3 separate regions of the Mus musculus genome follow, and regions 2 and 3 are each linked to region 1. A link is a contact called in public HiChIP or PLAC-seq data. All regions are on one chromosome and are shown on one strand. The core of a region is the stretch at or near the end of the contact, and the rest is flanking DNA. Distances in the headings are between cores, read along the strand shown. Region 1 overlaps Gm52714 (a long non-coding RNA gene). Region 2 holds the start of Perm1 (PPARGC1 and ESRR induced regulator, muscle 1). Region 3 holds the start of Agrn (agrin).

Region 1 (3,610 bases), core at 492-2,991:
TAGACCAGACTGGCCTTGAACTCAGAAATCCACCTGCCTCTGCCTATCAAGTGCTGGGACTAAAGGCGTGCGCCACCACTGCCTGGCACCGTAGCATCTTTTAGAAAATTTGAGCAGAAAACACAGAACCTATATTATAAAAACTTACATTCACCTAAACACGGCTTTCTTCTACATTTGTCTAACCTGAGACTGTATACTTATTTTTTCTCAGTTGCTCTCTGAGTTCTACCTTAGTTCTCCATAACTCCACCCAGGTTTCCAGAGGCCCAACCTGTGGTCAGCTATCTGAACTTCTTAGCCCAACGCATCAGCTTCTTATGTCCACATGCTTTGCAGTTTTGTTCTACTCAGCCAAGGGATCGCAGGTGTACTAAGCCTCCCCCATGGAGATCATTTGCATCAGGATGCCAGTACCATAGAAAAAAGGAAATTTGAGGATGGAGTTCTGGGTACCCTCTGGTCTGGCAGCTAAGAGATCTCAACTTAGACTTCTTGCAGACTTCCCGTGAAGCAAAGGAGGCTTGTGGAGTCTTGGTGATTGGTATGTGGTACATTTGATATTTCCTATTGATGGTAGGAACTGAGGCTAATTCATGATTTACTGTGCTGTAAAGAATTCCAGCAGCCGGGCGGTGGTGGCGCACGCCTTTAATCCCAGCACTCGGGAGGCAGAGACAGATGGACTTCTGAGTTCAAGGCCAGTCTGGTCTACAGAGTGAGTTCCAGGACAGACAGGGATATACAGAGAAATCCTGTCTCGAAAAACCAAAAAAAAAAAAAAAAAAAAAAAAAAAGAATTCCAGCATTTGTCTGGGAAGCAGGTGATGGCTCTGCAGAGAGGACAGAAGAAACTATGGAAGAGCTGAAGGAAGAGGTCCTTTTTCTGGCCTCCTTGGGCACCTACATACACATGATACACATACCAACAAGCAGATAAATATACATAAAATACAAATAAATACATTATATATATATGGGATTTGCTGTTGAGATTTTATGTTCTCCTGCACGGGGACCTGCTTCCAGATGGTGTTTTTGTATGTACATCAGTCCCTGATATTGATGACCATCACATTCAGCCAGCCAGGTTCCTGGACATGAGCATGAAGTTCGGGACCCAAGATGCCTCTGGGCCAAGCCCAAATTTCATACCAAATTTCATACTAAACTCAATGACCTGTCAAATAAAATTCCAGGGATCTTAGCATTATAGGCTCTTAATAATCACTTCAAGCAAGCAACCCTGGAGCTCAATTGGCCCACGGTGCCTGAAACCTTGCAAACCTCCAGGGAGGCTGGCTCTCTGGGGCTTGGAACTGAAGAGGAGCTGGGTAGAAAAATCCCAGCTGGTGGAACCAAGATAGCTATGGAAATCTGAGGCAAATCAGTCTCAGCAGGCTCCAGCCGAGCCTCGCCCCTCCCAACCTCCTGTCACCTAGGTTTCTGGAGGCACAGAACTGAGCATGGGAAGTCCGATAGGGGTGTGGGAGTGGCTGTCCTGTGAAGGGGTCTCTGAGAAGTTGCAGGCCAATTTGCCATTCTCTTGAGTGAGAGAAGATGCCCAGGATGAGTGGTCAGCAGGATTGACACTATGGTCCTGAAGGAGCAACCTTGAGCGCTGTTGGACTTCCACAGCAGGGCTTTGGGTAGATTCTGTGAAGAAGGGAGTAAGGTCAGAGCTTTACCTACCTCACAGCTCTATACCTCAGCATTCCTCAGACCCTGAGAAGGAAGGGGAAGTGGATAGGCAGAGCCACTTCCTGTTTGAGTTGAGCTGGCTGAGCCCTGCCCACAGCTTGTCCTCTATCTGACCCCACCTCCTTGCCTTTAACCTCCAGGGTTTCCCAGCATCCTGCTATGTTCCATCCTAAATTCAAGTAGCCAGGAGTCCAGGTAGGAGCTGCAGAGAGGGTGTCTTTGGTGTTTGCTGGATAGGTAACCAAGGACTTGAAGCCTAGAAATGTGTGCTCATAAAAGTACAACTCAGGGCTCCCATCAAAAAGCTGGGTTTGCTTTTTTGGTGAACCCATGTCAGCTTTATGTTCACCTGGGACACATACCAGATCCCACCTCTAAGTGATTGATCTTGAATATTTTGTGTTGTTTTTTGCTATCTTCCTTCCTTCCTTCCTTCCTTCCTTCCTTCCTTCCTTCCTTCCTTCCTTTCTTTCTTTCTTTCTTTCTCTCTGATTTTGCTTTATTTATTTACTTTGAGACAAGGTCTCATTGTAGCTCAGGCCAACCTTGAATTCTCAATGTAGCTACTGATGATTTTGAACTCCCGATCCTCTTGCCTCTACCTGCACAGTGAACTATTGGTGGCTCAAGTCTGTAATCTCAGAACCAAGGAAAGGAGAGGAAGTTTGAGGTTAGCTTGGCCTAAAGTGTGAGATCCTGTCTCAAAAATAAAACACAACAACAAAAGGTGGCTTTGAGTTGGATGTGGTGGTGCACACTTTAACCCAACTTATGTCCAAGAAGCTGAGGCAAAGGGGTCCCTTGAGCCAAAGAGCTGGATACCAGCTTGTGCAAAATATTGAAACACTTTTATCTAAAAAATACCAAAACCAAGTAACTGTAAATAAAGAGTTTTGATGCTGAGCCTTCCCCTGAGAGTATATAAATGCTGTTCAGGCTTTGATCAAAGATGGCAGAAGAAGAGACCCATTATTACTTCTGGGTGTCCCTGTGCGCAAATCTGTCCTGTGTCAATCAGTATAAGAAAGTCTGGCTCTGTGTACCCATGGATAGTGCTAGACACGGTATTTCCTGGTATCTCCACGAAAGTAGCGCAGCCACACTGCGGAGTTGCAGAGAATTTACACATAGCTGTTGGAGCCTAGCTTTTTCCTCGCTTACGGCTCTGCCTCAAGCCCGAGCTCTGGAAGAAGACGACATTGGTACAGGTAACAGATTTGCATGCAAAGGCAGCACCTGGCGTCTGCATTAGCATCTAATTTGAAAATCTTCGATTCAGGAGAAAGGTATGGACTCTTGAGTCCAAGCTAGAGCCAAGCAATTGATAATAGGGTTGGGTCTCTCTCTTGGGGCAGGAAGTCCTATGGGGCAGCATGGGCTTCAAGGAAGCCCTCCAGACCTATGGAGTAAGGCCAGTATGCTGGCCTTCACTTCTCTCAACTCCACTTCTCTGGGCTGGGCCCTGAGCCTGCAGGAAGCCTTGCCTGAGTTGGGCAAAGAGTATTCTAAGGGAGCATGGTAGCCCTTGGTGGCTGGCCCCCAGGCCTCCTGGCCCCTGCTTTTCTTTGTTCCCGGTGGCCATACTGACTCCTAGCACCCCAGGTCAAATATCTGACCACCCTGAATAGGAACAGGGAAGTCCCCGTTACAAACACTCGGGGTGCTCAAGGCAGTAACTAGTCGAAAGCCAATAGACACCTTGCCATGCCCTACTTTGGGACTCCTAAGCATTTACACTGAGCATTTAAAGTGAGCATTACACTTTTGTCCAAGCCATTGCAGTTCTGGGTGCTGATAGAAGAAGTGGCACCACAGCAGCCACTTGGCTCCTAAGTGCTCTTCTGACCTATAGCCTCTAATCTCTTCTCCTCTGTCCTCACTACTAACCCCGTGTAACTCGGGTGTCCAG
Region 2 (3,610 bases), core at 532-3,031, 150 kb after region 1:
CAGAGATGTGGACTCGTAGCCCTATCGTGCAGGGTAACACAGAGCAACACCAGCTCGCCCTCATCAGCCAGCTCTGTGGCTCCATCACCCCAGAGGTGTGGCCAAACGCAGACAAGCATGAGCTGTTTGAAAAGCTGGAACTTGTGAAAGGACCGTCCGAAGGCCTGCGTGCGCGACCCCTAGGCTCTGGACCTCATCAATGAGGATTGACAGTGACGATGCCCTCAACCACGACTTCTTCTGGTCGGACCCCATGCCCTCGGACCTCAGGGGCATGCTGTCTACTCACTTGACGTCTATGTTTGAGTACCTGGCACCGCCACGGCGGAAGGGCAGCCAGATCACCCAGCAGTCCACCAACCAGAGCAGAAATCCCGCCACCACCAACCGGACGGAACTTGAACGTGTCTTCTGAGGCCGGAACGGGCCGGTGTTGTTCCTAGGTTAGGAGTGGATTGCTTCCTGTGCATGGAACATGTGACATGATGGGACATTTGAGATTTTCTCCTCCAGTACATATTAACTCCCACCCTGGCACTGGGAACAGCTGCCTGAGTGGGCTGGGGTGGAGCTATCCTGCCTGCCCCTCTCTGGAGGTCTCAGCGTGAACACAAAGTGAGGTGGGAGAGGCTCACCCACTGTGACTTTCTAAGAACTCCTTGCATGGTGGGAGGAAGGCACAGGTCCCTCGCCATCGCCAGCCCTTCCTCTGGATGAGAGTTTGAGGGACAGAGGCGCCTCCAAAATGGGCTACTTTTGGTCTGGACCTTAGGGGCGTGGGGCTGTGTGAACTCCTGGTTCCTTTAAAAGGAGAATTTTATTTTGTTTTGTTAAGTTTAGAGACATTCCTGGACGCAGTTTGATTGGTTAAATTAAAAGTTGGTTATTTTTTTCCAAAAAAAAAAGAATTATTTGTTTATTTTATGTATATGATTACACGGCAGTTGTCTTCTAACACACCAGAAGAGGGCATTGGGCCCCATTACAGATGGTTGTGAGCCACCATGTGGTTGCTGGGAATTGAACCCAAGACCTCTGGAAGAGCAGTCAGTGCTCTTAACTGCTGAGCCATCTCTCCAGCCCATCTCATGCCCTTTAGAAAGGTTTCCTAGTGCCCGTCTTAGAGAGGTACTCATGGACCTAGCAAGGAGCTCAGCACAGATGCTAGTTGCTCTGCTCATGTCTTCTTTAGGTAGAGTGGCCATCCTGTCCTGTCCTAGGACTATCCAACAAATACACTTTTCTCACAACAGACTACACTTTGTCCCGTTGCCCTCGTGCAATCTTTTTTGAGCACATAGGGTCAGTACCTATGTGGGGATCCCTTCACAAGAGCAATGAATGCACCCACTTTCTTCTAGTTGCACTGCAGGCTTAGCAATGCCTAGGAGGCTCCACGAGCCCTGGATGTCAGACCTATGTCAACAATATAGTCTGCAAGATTGGGCTAGAGACATTTAGGTAGTAGGTGGGGTGGGACTGAAGTTTCATAGTGAGCTGGAAGTATGGGTTTCTTCTTGGGAAGGGAGACCTGCCTAGTGTTAATCATAGGGCAGTCTTCTCTAGTTGGAATCCGGTGTGACCTTAGCTAATGCCAACCCCGAGTGCTGGCCCCATACCAGGAAAATGTCCTTCATATTGTTGGAGTCCCCTCAAATGCCATCTATTTGTGGCTTGGCTCTGAGACTGGCACGAGTCATAAGTGACCCCAGGGACAGGCTATTTTTGGAAGTAGGGGCGGAGCTTGCATTAAGAAGTCTAGCACCTGGCTGCTTGGGGACAGGCCTCTAGATGATAGCTCCATGGCCCTAGCTGGCTGCTGAGAACCAGGTAAGATACCCTTAGCCCCTTTCTTCTATGGGTCCTAATGGCAGGAAAGATTTATCATGGCCTCTCCAGGGGATTAGAGAGGAGAGAAAGGTTGATAGGTAGGAAGCTCCCAGTGACTTTTCTCACTCAGGACTGTTCCAGTCATAGTGACCTTCTACTCTCCTTATTCTAGACATAGCTGGCCACGGCCCCTTTGGGGGGGGGGTCAGAGACTGAAGGCTTTGGCTAGCTCAGATCATCTTAGTTCACTCAGATTGGGCAAAATGGGGCCTTGGTTAGCAGAGCAGGAATAGATAGGAGGACAGACCCTGAGGACAGCCAGAATGGACTGCTGGAGTTCAGGGAGTTCTTATTTAAGTTCTATGACCTCTGGCCTAGGTTCCTCTTATAAACTCCTGAGTAGGCTCTAGCCAGGACCAACATGACCTTGGTAAGCTCAGAAAACTTGTGCCAGCCAAGGCCGGCAGAAGGTCATCATACAGAAGGCTGGTCACCTGCTGGACACTATAGATTCTTTTCTGTGGTTAGCTGCCGGTGGTGGTAGCTGGGGAGGCTAGGAATGACAGTCATAGAGAACTGATCTCTGATGGGTGGTCTTTGATGCAGAACACTGTGTACAGAGTTGGAGAAGGGAAATCAATTCCATTGAAAGATCTCAGAGATGTGAGGGAACGCCATCCAAACATGACTAACACTGGTCTTTAATTTACTTCACTAATATGAAATCATATTTCATTTTAGGACTGTGACAGTGTGTCGCAGTACTGTTATTTGGAGTTGAATTGGAAATAGGGGAAACGGAAGTAGATATCTCACTCAGAAGAATGAAGTAGAAGAAGCTGGAAGAAGCAAAGTCTGTCCCGTGGTTCTTCCAGATAGAAATGGACTGCCAGGGAGGGGGCAGGTGCTACAAGGTCAGGCAGGATGGTGGCAGTGTGTGCTACTTAGTACATGGATCCTGGATTTGTGAAGACCCTGCCTGGCCCAAAGTCTTGCCGTCACTCCAGCACCGTTGCTGATGTGCAATGGACAACTTCCAGTACAGCGTCCAGCTCAGCGATCGGGAGTGGGCCGAGTTTTCAGCCACTGCTGATGAGTGTGGCCTCTTGCAGGCTGACCTGGCCTCTGGTGACGAGCCCTTGTCCAGTGACATTGACCAAGGGGACAGCAGTGGAAGCAGCCCCCCTGGGCCCCCACCCCTCTTCACTGGGCAGCTGGTTTCCCAAGGGAGGGGACAACAGAGCCGTGAGTTGGAGGACGTGGCTGCTCAGCAGCTGGTCAGCAGGTCTCAGTGTGAGCCTGTCCTGGCTCTGGAGGCCAGTCATCAGGTAGCCGGCACGTCCACACAGTCAGAGGCCCCTCTGTTCCCCAGCTTAGACAGTGTCTGTCCTGGCCAGGCCTTGTCCTTTCCAGGGCCGGCAACTTGCAGAGACAAGATGCAGAGGCTTTTGCAAGGCCCTGCCCCTAGCTCTCCCAGTAAAGCCCCTCATAGTCCTGAGTCCCCTGGCCATAGCGACAACCCTCAGAGTTCCCCTGACAGCCTCGAAGCTTCACCGCGGAACCCTGGTCGTAAGAAGAGGCGTGCTGTAGGTGCCAAGGGGACCAAGCACTCCGGATCTCTGGACTCTGCTGCTACCCAGATGAGCTCCCCACAGCTTACCAGGCCCAAGGAGGCTCTCATGTCTGGGACACTGATGGCAAAAGCCCAGCAGGATAAGCCACAGCCTGACTCCACGAGTCCTGAACAGATGGCCAGAGAGGAGTCAGGCTTGGATCTTTC
Region 3 (3,610 bases), core at 611-3,110, 130 kb after region 1:
CCTTGGGCAGAGATGTTCCAAGGCTGCAGTGCAGTAGACACCTACTGGATTCAGGATGACATAAGAAGGCTAACAATCATCTAACCATCTAACAATTGTCCCACCTCAGGTCTATCCAGCCCAAGTCCAACTCTAAGGGTCCAGTCAGGACCAGACACTTTAGGTGAAAGGACTTAAGAGCAAGATCCCAGCTGGGATCTTCACAGCCTTGTGTGGGCCAACACCTCTCCCAGGAAGTAAAGACCCACTTCTTTGCTCCATAGTCTGCCTGAGTCTGTGCAGCGAGGCAGCTCTGAGCCACAAAGTCAAGTTTGGGCAATGCAAGTCAGCCCCACCCTCCACCTCCTTATTTAGGGCCCCGAGGGCACCCTTTCTGACAGACATGGCTGGAAGATGTAGCCCGCAGCGCCCACAGGATAAGTCCAGGGCCCCCAGACACTTTTTGGAAAGGATTTCTAGGAAGGAGCCCCTTATTGAGGCGCTCTGGGGATTTGGGGTTCTGGAATGGAGGGAGCAAAAAAGACAATGGGCAGCTTTTCCACCTGCCTAGCTCCTGCGAGACACCTAAGACTTGCAGCACCTAAAGAACTTTATCTACCTGCGCCCCCCACCCCCAACTATTGTGGGAGATAACCCAAAGGGGGAAAGCTCACAGTTCTCACACCTCCCCCACCCCAGCCACACCCAGGAGCAGCGGGGAGGAAGTCGGGAAAATCCTGCAGGGACTTGGCAAAGTGCCTCGGCAGGGAGAGGAGGGGGCCCAGCGGGGGGATCCCATGAACACACGGTACTCTGAAGGAAGTCACCATCCTTCTCATTCCCAAAGAGTAAGAACAAATCCTGTTTCCAGCGAAGCGATTTGAGGGACGAGGAGAACCAGCAACGGATATTCCGAGGGTATCGACCCCATACCTATTCCAAGGTGCTCTCAAATTCAGCTGCAGTTGAAACAGAGCTAATTCTACCGTATGGCAGGAGAAACCCAGTCCTTTGAGCCCCTGCGCCTCGAGCACAGGAAACTCAGCCACAGCCCTCTGCCCATTTCTCTGCTCCGGCTCGGACACGCGTTCGCTGCAGCACCTTACGCAGGCTCCCCGGGTTGCAGATTAGACCACACACCCCTGACTCCCTGCAGACCACCCCTCGCCCTGGTAAAGGCCTCGCCACAGGTCGACTTCGTCCCCCCTCGTGCCTCCCCGAGCCCTATTCGTTCCTTTTGGCGAAGGTGTACACTTGTTCCCAACAAGAAAGAGGGGCTCTGGACAAGGGTGGGGGCGGGCACGACAGCAACCGGGGCCTGGACGCCGTGAAAGGAGCCACAGCGGCCCCGCAGTAACTTTCGCACCGAGCGGCGGAGTTTTCCGGGACCCGAGCGCCCCCCCCCCCCGGAGGCTCGGCGGTCGCCGAGGGAGCTCCAGCTGGGGCCGCAGAAACGTGCCGGGTTCGTTCCCACGGCTTGGGGACGGGGTCGCAGCGGGGCGGCCGGCACGCGAAGGGCGGGCCTCGGGGACGGGGACCACGGGGGAGAGGAGCCCCGGGCTGGGAATCCAGAGGGCTGGGTCTCGTGGGGTCCGGCCGGGGCCCACCTTGCAGGAGTAGGTGTGCTGCACCGGGTCCACGTTGAGGATCTCCTCCACTGTGCCGGTGAGCACCACGTTCGCCTCCTCCTCGCGCCGCTCCAAGGCGCGCTCCGGGCACGTCCCGCTGGCGCCCGGCACGGCTGGCGCGGCCGCCGCCAGGAGCAGCAGCAGCGGCAGCAGCGGGGCCGGGAAGCTCAGCCGCGGGCGGACCATGGCGCAGCCCGGAACGGCGGGAGGGAGCCGGGAGAGCGCGCGGGCCGGACCGCTCGGGGGGCAGGACTGGACCGCAGCGCGGCGGAGGAGGAGGGAGGGCGGACGGCGTGGGTGGGGCGGGGACTGGGCGGGGACGGGGCGGGGACGGCGTGGGTGGGGCGGGGACTGGGCGGGGACGGGGCGGGGACTGGGCGGGGACTGGCGGCCCCGCCCCGCCCCCTGAGGGCTCAGCCCGCCCCCCGCTCCCTGCGACCCGCGCGGGCAGCGAACAAAGCCCGGAGACTGCGGCGCCCGCCGAGCTGGGGCGGGGGCTCGGCCGGGTGGGTGGGTGGGTGGCCGCCTTGGGGGAGGGGGAGGCGTCGCGCCGGGGCCCCTCCCCCGTCCGCCTGAACTGTCCTCCCACCGGGAAATGCAGCTGAAGTCAGGTTGATGTATAATCGAGGGGCGACGTGCTGGGAATTCCAAGGGGCTCGCCCGGTCTGCACAGGAGACGCTGGCGGAGCCGGACCTTCCCTTCCCCAGCCTGACGCTAGGGCTGCGCGCAGAGGGCCCCGCGGCTGTCCCGGTGCCACCACAGGCCACGCCCCCTGCCGATGGCCGGTCAGCGGTGACTGTGCCGAATGCGCCCAGACCCGCCCAGTGTGATGCTCCTTGTGGACTTAAGTCTTCTCCAGTCTTGCTACAGAACCGTCCCCGCCCCCTCCGTCTCTCCCTCTGTGGACCAGAGCTTCCCCAGCTTGGCCTGGCTAAGTGCAGGATATAAACCGAGGCCCCCGGGAGCCAAGCTAGCACTAGACCTACAGGAGGTTGAAAGAACGCGCAGGGCGGTGGTGGCGCACTCGGGAGGCAGAGGCAGGTGGATTTCTGAGTTCGAGGCCAGCCTGGTCTACAAAGTGAGTTCCAGGACAGCCAGGGCTACACAGAGAAACCCTGTCTCAAAAAACCAAAAACAAAACAAACAAACCGAGAGAATGGGTGGGGGGGGGGGGGATAGGGGATTTTCTGGATAGCATTTGAAATGTAAGTGAAGAAAAAAATTTTGGAAAAAAAAAAAAACAAAAAAAAAACGAGAGAAGACACTATGCTATCTTCCATAGGCTGTTGAGCCAGAAGCCAGAGTGAAGTGTGAGTGTCAGCAGCTCTTCCTCCTGAGAAAGACTCCACCTTCTGGACCCAGATTTGAGGTCGCATCTACACAGTGGGCTCCAGCGTTGCTAGATCTGGCATCACCTAATCCAGATAAGCACAAACACACCAACCAGAAGGGGGTCTTCTGAGGTTCCACTCAAATTCTCTTAAAGGTCTGAAGGACCACAGAAGGACTTGTACTGACTTGCTTGTGCCCTAAGCGCACTCAAAGGCCCGAGTAAGCTGATAGAGGAAAAGACAAAGAGCCATCAGGCAGAAAGGGGGGTGAAGCTTTTTCAAATTGGGTGCCTCCTATCTGAGACATGATGTCCTTTGTGGACAGATGAGCCTCCAATTACTTGTGCCCATCTAACCTGCCTATAGTGGCCTCTTTATAGCCCCGATGAGGATGAGGTGTACTTGCTAACTACCATGTCCTAAACAGCAGGTGGCTGATTTGAATGGTGAGACCCCATCCTACCCTCTGTGAACTAGTGCAGGTGGGACTAGGAACACATACAAAAGAACACATCACCCTCCTTCACAGCTTACCCAGGTAAGAACATTCCTTCACTGTTCCCAAAGGATCTCAGCAGTTCACTGGTTCCATTAGGAGCCTCATCCTGCTACTGGTAGAAACTGGCCTAACCTGTCCCTGAGCCATATGTAGACATGGGGACATTTTTAGG

The links. HiChIP or PLAC-seq counts read pairs in DNA pulled down with a chosen protein or histone mark.
Region 2: an H3K4me3 HiChIP or PLAC-seq map of embryonic stem cells shows a contact between it and region 1, with 30 read pairs. The contact joins the promoter of Perm1 here to the enhancer-like site in region 1. A contact is called at or near these places in 5 of 39 promoter capture datasets (the C10 cell line, the HPC-7 cell line, cranial neural crest and 2 more), 1 of 15 datasets of contacts at CTCF or cohesin (CD8 T cells), 1 of 484 Hi-C or Micro-C datasets (bone marrow-derived macrophages), 12 of 115 datasets of contacts at active chromatin or transcription factors (the SCID.adh cell line, bone marrow-derived macrophages, double positive thymocytes and 6 more) and 4 of 9 other capture datasets (adipose tissue, embryonic stem cells, liver and 1 more).
Region 3: a contact with region 1 is called in an H3K27ac HiChIP or PLAC-seq map of embryonic stem cells, with 8 read pairs. The contact joins the promoter of Agrn here to the enhancer-like site in region 1. A contact is called at or near these places in 6 of 39 promoter capture datasets (the C10 cell line, the HPC-7 cell line, embryonic stem cells and 2 more), 1 of 15 datasets of contacts at CTCF or cohesin (CD8 T cells), 3 of 484 Hi-C or Micro-C datasets (bone marrow-derived macrophages, epidermal suprabasal cells and nephron progenitors), 15 of 115 datasets of contacts at active chromatin or transcription factors (the HPC-7 cell line, the SCID.adh cell line, bone marrow-derived macrophages and 8 more) and 3 of 9 other capture datasets (adipose tissue, liver and pancreatic islet).

What each region holds. Positions count from the first base shown.
Region 1 is chr4:156,066,005-156,069,614 of GRCm38.p6, forward strand. All of the region lies in intron 1 of Gm52714 (a long non-coding RNA gene), which reads left to right. Among named protein-coding and RNA genes, the nearest start is that of Gm52714, 3.5 kb to the left of the region's middle. Within about 2 kb of position 1,742, at least 85 of the 459 cell types and tissues checked have an H3K27ac peak or open chromatin away from gene starts, as enhancers often do. A contact at or near this core is called in CD8 T cells, the HPC-7 cell line, the SCID.adh cell line and 8 more, where this site is marked.
Region 2 is chr4:156,214,146-156,217,755 of GRCm38.p6, forward strand. Perm1 (PPARGC1 and ESRR induced regulator, muscle 1) reads left to right here and starts at 1,782. Exons shown (of 4, transcript NM_172417.3): 1 at 1,782-1,830; 2 at 2,572-3,610. The coding sequence starts at 2,856. It also overlaps the pseudogene Gm46877.
Region 3 is chr4:156,195,628-156,199,237 of GRCm38.p6, forward strand. It overlaps Agrn (agrin), which reads right to left and starts at 1,861. Exons shown (of 36, transcript NM_021604.3): 1 at 1,587-1,861. The coding sequence starts at 1,793. Gm46878 (a long non-coding RNA gene) reads left to right here. Exons shown (of 4, transcript XR_003955191.1): 4 at 2,891-3,610.